2 separate regions of the Sus scrofa genome follow, and region 1 is linked to region 2. A link is a contact called in public Hi-C data. All regions are on one chromosome and are shown on one strand. Each heading gives the region's core, a stretch centred on a gene start, on an enhancer-like site or on the middle of the called end of the contact. The rest is flanking DNA. Distances are from core to core; before and after follow the strand shown.

Region 1 (5,839 bases), core at 496-2,995, 140 kb before region 2:
CAGCACATGGGACTGTGAATTTGCTGAGGCTGAGGACCCATCAGTTTTATGAATTTTTATAGCAACCCCTCCCCTCTCTCTCCACCTCACACAGACACACTCGCACAACCACAGTGCTGGTCTAAACCCAGCTGAGGAAATTAATACAATAAGGGTAAGAACAATGGCACATTAGTGCCAAAGGGCTTTTTTTTTTTTTTTTTTTTTCCTTTTTACATCCACAGTTGCGACATATATAAGTTCCCAGGCTAGGGGTCCAAGGGAACTGCAGCCTCAGCCTATCCCACAGCCACAGCAACCCTGGATCCAAGCCATGTCTGCAGCATACGCTGCAGCTTACAGCAACGCCAAATCCTTAACCCACTGAGCGAGGCCAGGGATTGAACCCACATCTGCATAGAGAAAACGTCAGGTCCTTAACCCACTGAGCTACAAGAGGAACTCCCCAAAGGGACTTTAAAGGCCCCTGAGCCTAAACCCTTCATTTCACACCAGGGGAAACTGAGGGAGGGAGAGGCCAAGGGGCTGTGCCCCAGAGAAAGTTAGTGCACGAGGACTGGGACCGGTCCCTGCATCTCAGGCCAGAGCTGCCGCAAGCCTCACGGTCAGACGCGGGAAGGTGTCCCAGGTCCCTCCACCAAGTCCCCCTGCTCTGACTGGCTTCAGAGCCAGAGGAGGAAGTGGGGGGCCTTCTCCACAGCACAGGAAATGGGGGTTCCGGGGCCCAGACGTCTGCCCCACTCCCTGGTTCTGAGGTAGGAAAGCAGCACTTCTTATTCTCCCCAAATTTCTCCCAAGTGGGTGGGCACCTGAGCGCTGGGACAGAGACCTCACTCAGGCCTCCGCTGAGATGCAGCAGCAGGACGGCCGGAAGCCTGAAAGGACCCCAGTTCCGCCTGTCTGCAGCCCCCGCCCCCACAGAAGCTGGGCTAAGAGGCTCTGGGTGCAGCTAGTCTTGGGATTAAATGCCAGCCGTTCCTCAGTGAATAAGGCCGGTTGCTTAGCCGCTGGGTGCCAGTTTCCTCATCTGTGAAATGAGGGTGCTAGCGCCTGATTCCCACGGCGGTCGGTGGACTCCACCACAGCCCTGCGTAAGAAGCACCGGGTTGGGCACGTGGCCATGGGCCGCGGTCAGGCTCAGCTTCTTCGCCGGTGGAATGTGGACAGTGTCCCCTTCCCAACGACTGTCAGGACTCGGGAATACACTGGCTCGCCGCAGCCTGGGCTCTGGCATGCCTGACGGTGCAGGAGAAGTCGGCATTGTCCCATCTCACCAGGAGCGCTCCGAGCAGGCTCGCTCAGCCACCCGACTCAACCAGGAGGGCCTCCAAGCAGAGGCCCCCCTGCACCCCAGCTCCCCGCCTCCCGAGGTGCGTGCAAGCCAAGTCCTCCCCGCAGCCCACCAGCCCCCACCCCCGAGAAACCTGTAAGTGGAGGCACCCCTTCCGCAGCACTTCCTCGCAGCTCCTGCCTGCCACCCCAAACTTCTTCTGGCTGTGCAGGGCCCGCAGCTTGAACGTCTTGGGTTTCCGGGACACCGCAGACATCCTCAGAGCCTCTGGCCCCGCGGACAGCACCTGCTTGGCTGGCCCAGCCTGGGGTCCGCTCAGGTGGGCTCCACGACTGGGGAAATCAAGGCTGAGCGCCTCCCTCCAGAAACTACATTACCCAGAAGGTCGGAGGATGTGGCGGCTGATCCCGCCTTGTACGCATGCGCAGCCCCCGGGAACCTTCATTGTCCAGAAGGCCCGGGAAGCGAAGGGGAGACCTCGTCTTGTGCGCAGGCGCGGCCCCCGGGAAACTTCATTACCCAGAAGGCCCGGGAGAGCGTTGGGCTACGCCTCCCTTGTGCGCAGGCGCGGCAGGGCGGGGTCGCGCACGCGCGGAGGCCGGGCTGGGCCAGCCTGGTTGTCATGAGAGCGGCGGCCGCAGCCCGGGCACTGGGCGCTGGCTTCCGGGGTTGCTCTTCTGCCGCCACCGCCGCTGCGGCTCCGGGGTGCGGGCCGGCCGGGGGCGGCGGAGGAGGGGCCGCCTGAGCCCCGTCGAGGACGCGGCGCTACCGGGAGCGGCGAAGAGCCTGGAGTCGTGCGGACATCCTGACAGGTAAGCGGAGCGGGTCGGGGCGGACGGGCGGGCCATGGGCGGCGGGTCCTGGGAGGAGGTGCAGGCGGTGGCGCGGCCGGGCCCGGGGGCGACGGGGCCTCTGTGGGCGCGGCCCGCGCGCTGCGTCAGCGCCCCGGGCGGCCCGCGGCGCCCCCGCTCGGTTCCCGAGTTTGGCGACGATGAGTTGAGCGATCTCCGTGCGGGACGGCGACCCCAACACCAACTCTGTGCCGGCGAGGTGCGGGACGAGCCGGCGCTTTAACCTCTAACGTTTCGGGGCCGCTCCGGGGTACGGCGGAGCCTTGAAGTTGCTTGACCGAGAATCATTTTAAGGAAAGGGGATACAATTTTTGTCTCCTGGTCTTGAGCAAGGGGTCCAGGAGTTTCCACATTGTTTCGATTTAATGTGGAGTCGCAGTACCCCTGATGCGCATTGAAAAGCAGGCTTCGTAGAAGGAGCCGCCCCGTCACCTCCTGGCTAGAGGAAGGCGCCGTGGAGAGTGACGGCCGCTCGCGGGTGATGCAACCCGGGTGCATCTGGAATGAGGACCGCTGTGCAGCAGAGCGGCTGCAGTCCCGCATTCAACAGAGCTTTGCTTCTCCCCAAAATGTTACAAAGCCTAACAGTAGGGACCTTTAGTGGCACCCCGCCTATCTTATGTAACCCTGGAAGGTTTACACAGCAGGCACCTCGGTATATGGTGGAAGGACGAGGCCAGAAAGGAATCCTTTTTAAATCCCCAAACGAAGGTAACACCATAGCCTCTGCGATTCCCGGGCATTTCTCCAGCCTGGTTCCTAAATGCCACTACCGTGTTTTGGATTTATGGTCACAACATACCATAGTGGACACGTTTTTTATTCAGATGTAGAGTCCCGTTTCTAAGTCATAGCGCCATAGCAGGGAGTACTGGAACCTGACCAGACCAGAAACCCTGGAATCTGACCAGCTCTAGGACAAACCCTGCCTGCTTGGCTGCAGAGCTGGATGACCCAGGGCAGGCGTCTGTGCCTCAGTTTCCCCTTCTCTGCAGTTGGAGTCTCAGAGTTGTCATGAAAGTTTAAATAGGTGCCCATCTGCCTGCTAAAGTACCACCTAAGGCAGCGGGTGTGTAGACACGTGGGGCAAGATGCGTAGTATTTGGGATCTGTGGAGTTCAAGGTGCGTGACATTCACTAGAAGACGTTTAATAGAGACGCAGCTCTGTGTTCAAGGTAGGAGAGAAGGTAGCAGGCCCTGCTCTTGAAGGCGACCGAAGGACATGGGGCGTTCCCAGCACAGGGATCGAACTCTGAGTGGTGCCACATTTGCCTGGGCCTTAGACTCCATGACAGGAGTTGCTGTCCTGGTTCAGCGGTAGGGAACCTGACTAAGATCCACGATGATTCGGGTTTGATCCCCGGCCCCGCTCAGTGGGTTAAGGATCCAGCGTTGCCATGAGCTGTGGGATAGGTCACAGATGCCGCTCAGATGCCATGTTGCTGTGGCTGTGGCTCAGGCCAGCAGCTGCAGCTCCATTTGGACCCCTAGCTTGGGAGCTTCCATTTGCTGAGGGTGCAGCCCTAAAAATAAAAAATAAATAAATAAAATAAAGTAATAGAATCCGTGACAGAGAGCCAGTTAGAACAGCAGATTGAGCTTGAGGAGGGTTCATTGGGCAGGGGCAGAGCTCCCGGCGGGGGTGGGGGGACCTGGCCGTGGACTGGGCTCCAGGAGAGGGGGTGTATTCAGCCCCTTCCAGAGTCAAGACGAGTGAGACTCCACTGCAGAAAGGGCAGGGGGAGGTGCAGAGGTAGGTGGGGTAGGGGAAGTACTGTGGCCACGGGGAAAGCCAGTCCAGGTGGAGAGCCCCAGCACAGCCCCAGCACGTGGGAAAGCCGCAGGCTGGGCAAGACTTTTTGTCTCCGGCGTGGGAGCTGGAACACAGGCCAGCCCTGCAGCGCACCGCAGAGTAAATCACACTTGTCCAGTTTTTGCGGCTGCGACTCATTACTTTCGGGGTTAGTTTGATTTTCCTCTGCCATCCTGTGACATCCTGCAGTGAGCTTTGTACAAAAATAACCAGGATCTTTAATAGTGTTTTCTCTATTTTTAGTCCTTTTGTTCATATATTCCAAGAAACATTGGCTGGTGCCAGCCAATAATTAGTTTGTTGATGTTGTCCTCTTCAAGTTCTCAGTCAAAATCAAAGGCAATTCTAGACCATGTCTCCAGCTTGTAAAACAAGCACATTTGACGTGAGATATGCCTGTATGTTGCCTCCTCCTGAGAACCCCAGTTAATTGTGTCCTGCAGGAGTCTTTATCCTCTGTGTGCGTGAGGACTCGTGGTTGCACACTGACGCCTCGCTCAGATGGGCCCTCTGAAGAGCATCCATGGGCTTAGTGACGAGAGTAACCAGAAGTCCGTGAGTCCTTGGGCTTTAAGTCCTGGGGCTCACACAGCGGCGTCTCCATCTCTCTGGGCACTGCTTCCCCGTGCCCACCCTACCTGGCCAGGATCTCCCCACCTGGCCTCCAGCAGCCCCAGCAGGGTCCTGGCTTGAGTCACTTTGGTCCTGTTCTCACGTCTCATCCCTGAACTGGTTACTAAGGAGGGACGTGGAACTCGTGGGCCAACCCAGCCCAGGAGATGTGCCCTGCAGGCTGGGGCTGGGGAGTGCAGGGTGGGAGCCAGAGCCCGGGAGCAGGGTGGGAGCCAGAGCCCGGCGGTGGGAGTTGGCGGCGGGGGTGGGGGTCAGAATCCCCCAGGGAAATCGTGATGGAGGTGCTGTTTTCAGAGGGATGGGCAAAACTAGCCATCACTACAATGATGCCGCCCTCCGAGCAATGGTGTCTAACCGTGAACCAAGTCAGCTCTGCTAAAACATCATGTCGTAAAAGAGTCATCCAGGCGACATTCAAACGTCTCAGAGACTCAGCCACTCAGCCAGGCTCCCGGGCAGGCCTGTGCGCTCCAGGTCCTGCCTGGGGTTCTGCTCTCCCTCCGCTGGTCAGCGTTTTCATTTAGCAGTTATTATGCTGTTGATTAAACTGCCCCCTTCCCCTTACTTTTATGTAATTTATTCACACCTTGGTTTATTAGTTTCTTAACTAATTTGAAAAACTTTGTATTCATTTCTTAGCAAGAGGCTTTGTTTTTGCCATAATAGAGTTGCACACACTAGATGACTTAAAACAACGAAACTTATTCTGGAGGCTCAAAGTCCAAAATCAGGGTGTAATGTGCAGAGCTCTGCTTCCTCTAAAGGCCCCGGGGGGCCCCCACCTTGCCTCCGGTTCCTGGCGGCCCCAGGCAGCCCTTGGCTCCAGATGCCGGGCTGGTGCCACTTGGCCTCGTCCCTGTGTGTCCCCGCTCTCTTCTGATAAGGACATAAGGTGTGTTGGAGTAGCCCCCCCCCATGTGACTGCATCACATCGCGGGTACAGGGACCTCATCCTAGCTTTGGGCGGGGACGCAGTTCAATGCGTAACACTGGACAGACTTGTTGGGCATATATTTGGGCAAAGTCAAGGTAACTTGAATGATGCCTCACAGGGTGCTAGAGATGCCTTTAAAAGTGCTTAAGGAGAAGCGAGATTCTTTCAGTGATGACACCGTCCTGAGCGGGCCGTGGGTCACTCTGTGTGTGTGCAAGGCGTGAACTGACCCTTGCAGTGTTACCGCCAGCCGCTGAGATCTTCCTTGCTCTTCCACAGCCCTGTGGCAGAATGCCCCACAAGATCGGCTTCGTAG
Region 2 (5,813 bases), core at 941-3,440:
GGACCCTCCGCGCCGGGCGCTTGGGATCCGAGGCCCAGAAGAAGGGCCGCGCATCTTAGGGGCGCCGCCATCCAGGTCCGCGGAGTGTCTGCACTGGCTGTGGCCTACAGGGGACAGGCGTGGAGGTCGCGGCCCCGTAACCCAGGGTAAAGTGGAGCCGCTTGCTTCTGGGTACCAGCCGGGTTCCTCGGCTCAGAAGGGCACGCATCGCCTGTGCCCCTGCGCGTCCGGGGAGTCACTTGGGACGCAAACGCTCCAGGGTCGCGCCCGCACCAAGCTCCCTCCCAGGGACAACGCCTCCTGGCCCCGCCCGGCCGGAATCATTTCCGCGTAGGGCAGGTACGCGCGGGTGTCCAAGGCGACCTGTGAGTCATGCGCACAGAGACCTGTCGCAAGCCAGGCCTCCCTCGGCACCCCCCCGCCCCCCCCACCTGTGGCTTCATGGGCCAGGTCCCCTGCAGGGCAGACGCGGGCTTCCCTTCCAGGGCTCCCACTTCCTCTAAGGCCTCCGCTGGAGAACCCCACACGCTGGACGAGGTCTGGACGACTCTGGGCGGCGGGCACCCGCTATGCACTTCCTTCTGGTGCTCGTGGGAACCGTTATCTGCCTCCGAACCGATGCCTCCAGGCCAGGGGGACCCTCGCTTCAGTGTCGCCGGTGAAACCTAGCAGCCCGGGCTGGTTCAGTCCAGGTTCTCTGGCCACGTGTGTTCCACAACTCACCTGGCGAGTGTGGCTGACTTCCACACGTCTTTACTGCTCACCTACTGTCTTTGAGGTGCGGGGTGCGGTGGGGACCCAAAGACAAATGACGCACGGGAGGGAGTTGATCTGGCCGCACCGCGGAGCAGGGCGCCTGCACGCATCCCCTACTCGTTCGTTCTGTGAAGTTGGGGGGGCCACCAAAGGGCGCAGGCCCAGCTGGGTGTGCAGAGGTGCGAAGAGGACCCAGGCCGGGTCTCAGTTCTTAGAACGCAGGGTCAGGGGCCGGTGTCAGGGTCTGCGCGATCTGATCCTGTGTGCAGCCCCGGGAATCCTGGCGGCAGGGCACCGCCTGGCGGGGGCATGGGGGAGGCCTCTGTTGGGTGAAGTGGACTAGAGGACAAGACAGAAGCGGGGCAGCGAGCGAGATCAGCAGAGCCAGTGCGACGCAGGTGCGCGCTCCGGCCTGCGACTTGGGCGGGTGCGGCTGAGCCCAGGGCCGAGCCCTGGTGGCCTTCTGTCACTTGCGGGTCTGGGCGCAGGTGCGGGCTTGCGATAGACAGGTGGGTGCATGCAACCCCGGTGCACTCCCGGCAGAGTGTCGATTTCGTTCTCTCCCGGATCCTGAGCATGAAGTGAGGGCCTTGCTGCAGGCATGGTTGCGGGATGTAGCCAAAAGACAAACAAAAACGAATACTTATACTTTATGTATAAAATATAATATGTGTGTTTGGACTGTTACATATTATATAAAAATGACAAGTGCATGTTTATGTGTGAATTTATGTATATGTCTTTACATTAACTATGAATGCATAAATATAAACACACAGACACACAGGATGTCAGTTCATTTGAATTTCAGATAAGGGGATAATTCTTTAGTGTAAGTATGAGCCACGTAGTCTTTGGGAACATATATATATATATTTTTTTTTTTTGTCTTTTTTTTTTTTTTTTTTTTCTTTTCTAGGGCTGCACCCGCGGCATATGGAAGTTCCCAGGCTAGGGGTCTAATCGGAGCTGTAGCCGCCGGCCTACGCCAGAGCCACTGCAACGTGGGATCCCAGCCGCGTCTGCGACCTACGCCACAGCTCACGGCAACGCCGGATCCTTAACCCACTGAGCGAGTCCGGGGATCATACCCGCAACCTCATGGTTCCTAGTCAGATTCGTTAACCACTGCGCCACGACGGGAACTCCTGGGAACATCTTTAACCTAGAAAACTATTCGTTGCTTATCTGAAATTCAGTTTCGGTGCACTTCCTGCCTTTTATCTGGCAACCATAGCTGGAGAAGGTCTCAAGGCTTCCCATGTTGGAGCACCAGCGGCAATCCCGGGTGGGACGCACCGCTACGGCGCCTTTAAAGCGTGGTGGCGTGCCGGGGGTGGGGCGGAGAACTACAAGCCCCACAATGCTGCGCGTCATCCCTGATTTCTGATTGGCTACTGTGCGTTTCCCGCTTTTCCATCACTTCCGGTCTCGAAGGGGCGGTTGCGGCGGGGCTCCGCGGGCCCGGGATCCAGCGGCTGCCATGAACTTCTCGGAGGTGTTCAAGCTCTCCAACCTGCTCTGCAAGTTCTCCCCCGACGGCAAGTACCTGGTGAGAGGCTGCGGGGCTTGGGCCGAGGGCGGGCTCTCCGCGGGGAGGCGTGTGTCTACACCGGGAGCGAGGCCGCCGCGGGGCCTGGATGGAGGGAACTCGGGGGTTTGCTGCTCACTTGGGCAGGGGTCCCAGGCAGTGGCCCCGGGCAGGTGTTGCAGACAGGACCTGAGCAGGCGACCCGGCGAGCTGCCAGCGTCCCTGCACGTGGGTTTCCATCTGTTAAAGGCAGGTAAGAACAATACTGTCTTGACACATTTGAGGGCACAGGAGCTATCAGCCCCTTGTTGTTAGTCTGTCATAGAAGCCAGCCCTGTTGGCTGTAACCTGGTGCAGCGGTGCAACTCATTGTTGGCACCTTTTCCAGCCCATTTCACCAGTCTCCACCGCACACCAGATGAATGATTCGGGTGACTCGCATTCTGTGCTCAGATAAAGAGAATTTTCTCCACTCCTGGGACTTGAGCTGCTCGTTCCCTGGGTGGCAGGTGGTTCTAACATCGCTGAGCTATCTTGTACATGAAATTTAAGTTTTGAAAATACCGGTATGACCAGTGTATAGCTTCAGAGTCCTGGGGAGGGGGGAGGTGTGGTGGGTGGGAGATAGTTAGTACTGGAAAGACATGAAGACATCAGTGATGCTTCATAAAAAGTGTACTTAGTTTCATTAACTGTTAACATATGGCCCCATGACTTTTCTTCAATTTGAGCATTATTTGCATTCCTTTTATCTGGGCCTTTGAGGATGTAATTCTCAAGTGACATATTTGCCTTTTTGTTTGTTTGGTTTTGGGGGGCTGCACCCACAGGATATGGAAGTTCCTGGGCCAGGGGTCAAAGCAGAGCTGCAGCTGCTGGCCTACAGCACAATAATGCCAGATGCTAGCCAAGCCGTAACCCACACCGGATCCTTAACCCACCGAGTGAGGCCAGGGATCGAACCCATGTCCTCATGGAACTAGTCAGGTTCATTATCACTGAGCCACAATGGGAACTCCTCATATTTGCCTTCCTTATGGAGGTTCTATTCTAAATCATAGGACATGGCATTCAGTTCCAAAATACAAAATATCTCTAGCTTAAGTGGCACTCCAAAACCTTGGTGTGTTTTTCAAAGTACTCCTATGAATTAGTTTTTTAAAGGTCATTTGCAAAAATCCAGGTCAACTATAAAAAGGAATTTTATATTTTTCTCATTTAACTTTGGTGCTTTTTTTGGTTTTTATCCTCCAATTAAACTCTTATGAGCGCTAAGGGGTCATGTGATCAGGACCATGCTCTTCAAAGCTCTACCCAGTGCGGAAAAAAGTTGGGCCTTGTTGCCACTTAAAAATTTTTTTTAGGAGTTCCCGTCGTGGCGCAGTGGTTAATGATCCGACTAGGAACCATGAGGTTGCGGGTTCGATCCCTGCCCTTGCTCAGTGGGTCAAGGTTCCGGCGTTGCCCTGAGCTGTGGTGTAGGTCACAGACGTGGCTCAGATCCTGCATTGCTGTGGCTCTGGCGTAGGCTGACAGCTACAGCTCCGATTCGACCCCTAGCCTGGGAGCCTCCATGTGCCGCGGGAGCAGCCCAAGAAATGGCAAAAAGACAAAAAAAAAAATTTTTTTTAACTGAAATGTAGTTGATTTCCAATATTGTGTTAGTTTCAGGTGTCCAAAGTGAATCCCTTATACACACACATATATTCTTTTTTTCACATTCTCTTCCATCATGGATTATTACGAGATACTACGTATAGTTTCTCATGTTGCCATTTTTAATATCTTGCAGCAGATCTGATACGGTTTTTCCAAATGTTGCTACAAACAGTCCATTTCATAAGGAATGTATTGTAGCTGAGCACAGCTTTCACAGCTGCCACGTGGAAAAATGAGCACCAGACAGGTGTTTGCTCTAATCTGCAGTTACTCTCTCAGCCTCCTTTCTCCATGTGGGATCCGTGTGGCTTTTTTAACATGGAAGTTCCTCAGACAAAGACCCAATGATCTAGTTTGACCCTGGCAAGTACAGAAATGAAGCAAGTAACAGTTAAAGCCAGTTCTTGATTTTTGAACGGAGATGGACCTGCTCTTAGCGGAGGAGTATATGCAGTCTCAGAAGTCGTTTGCTTGGAGGTGGCTGTTATTTAATACGTAGGCGCATGAAGTAGCTGTCCGCAAGGGACCGTCATTGCCACTTAGCACACAGTTAGGAACATGTTAATGCTGGCGTGTGAGAGACCCCTCCCTCCCTTATACTCACACGCCTGCCACTTCCGACACATCTGGCCACGGTCGTGGGTTTGCCCCCACGCCAAGCCGTTCACCTCCACACTGGCCAGGGGTCCTGCTCAGTCCTGACACCGTCTCATCTGCCTGGAGAGCGCACCAGGTCCCCCAGGGTAGGAGCTCAGGCCCACAAGACTGCCCCGCCTTTCAGAGGCCAGTCAAAAGTCCAGGTTGTCACCTGTGCTTCTGACCCCTGGCTGTCGTTCGGAGGTTCCATTACTTTGCTAGAGTGACTCCCAGCCCTCAGAGGGCTTAGTGGTTGCATAAAGGACATGAGGAAGGGACACAGACAAGCAGCTGGCTGAGGGGTAAGTAGGATGCACTCTGGGAGGGTCCCAGGCGCGGGGGCTCCCGTGGAGTTGGGGCGTCTCCCTCCCTGCATGGATGTGGTCACCCGCCCGGATGCTCTGAGCCCCATGTCCCTGGGATTTTACAGGGGCTTCGTCATGCAGGTGTGAGCTGTCGCCGAAGAGAAGGGGAGGTGGGGCTGAAATTCCAAGCTCCTGATCCTGGCTTGGTCCTTCCTGAGACCAGCCCCAGCCAGAAGCCCACCTAGAGCCGCCTCCCTGGAACAGGGGTGCTCCATCACCCGGGAAATCCCGAGGGTCTTGGGAGCCCCGTGTGCATGTCCTCGTCCCTCAGCGAAGGCGAGTGAGCAGCTATGAAGCATCCTGCACCTGCAGAACTTAGGGAATGTCTGCCATTGAGCAGATGAGAGCTGTGGCCTCAGTGGTTCTCAACAGTGGCCGTGAGTCCTTCTCAGCCCTCACAGATGGCCCGCAGGGGATAGCCGGAGCCAGTGTGGCTGTTCCCCAAGAGCTGCTTCCCGGTGCTGTTTCCTGTTTTAGTGTTTGCCACGTGGTGTAGACGGGTAGAAAATGACTTGAGGGTTTTATTTTTATTTATTGTTTTGTCTTTTTAGGGCCACACCTGCAGCATATGGAGGTTCCCAGGCTAGGGGTCGAATCGGAGCTACGCCACAGCAACATGGGATCTGAGCCACATCTGTGGTCTACACCACAGCTTTCAGCAATGCCGGATCCTCAACCCGCTAGGTGAGGCCAGGAATCGAACCCGCAACCTCATTCGTTGCCGCGGAGCCACACTGGGACCTCCTCGAGGGTTTTAAATTAATGTTTTCTCCTGAGGTGGAACAGTTCTGGCACCTAGTTGGCATATTTCAGTTTTATCTTTTTATTAACTCATCTGTTGTTTAGAACAGGCCGTCGGCGTGGTA

The links. A called contact is a pair of places that touch in the nucleus more often than the background predicts.
Region 1: a contact with region 2 is called in a Hi-C map of liver, with 6 times the contacts expected there. The contact joins the promoter of DFFB here to the promoter of WRAP73 in region 2. A contact is called at or near these places in 1 of 5 promoter capture datasets (liver) and 2 of 47 Hi-C or Micro-C datasets (both in liver).

The regions. Positions count from the first base shown.
Region 1 is chr6:65,306,774-65,312,612 of Sscrofa11.1, reverse strand. DFFB (DNA fragmentation factor subunit beta) reads right to left here and starts at 1,745. Exons shown (of 7, transcript XM_021095232.1): 1 at 1,425-1,745. The coding sequence starts at 1,547. It overlaps CEP104 (centrosomal protein of 104 kDa), which reads left to right and starts at 1,878. Exons shown (of 21, transcript XM_021095225.1): 1 at 1,878-2,103; 2 at 5,803-5,839. The coding sequence starts at 5,815.
Region 2 is chr6:65,163,438-65,169,250 of Sscrofa11.1, reverse strand. It overlaps WRAP73 (WD repeat containing, antisense to TP73), which reads left to right and starts at 2,190. Exons shown (of 12, transcript NM_001244721.1): 1 at 2,190-2,308. The coding sequence starts at 2,240.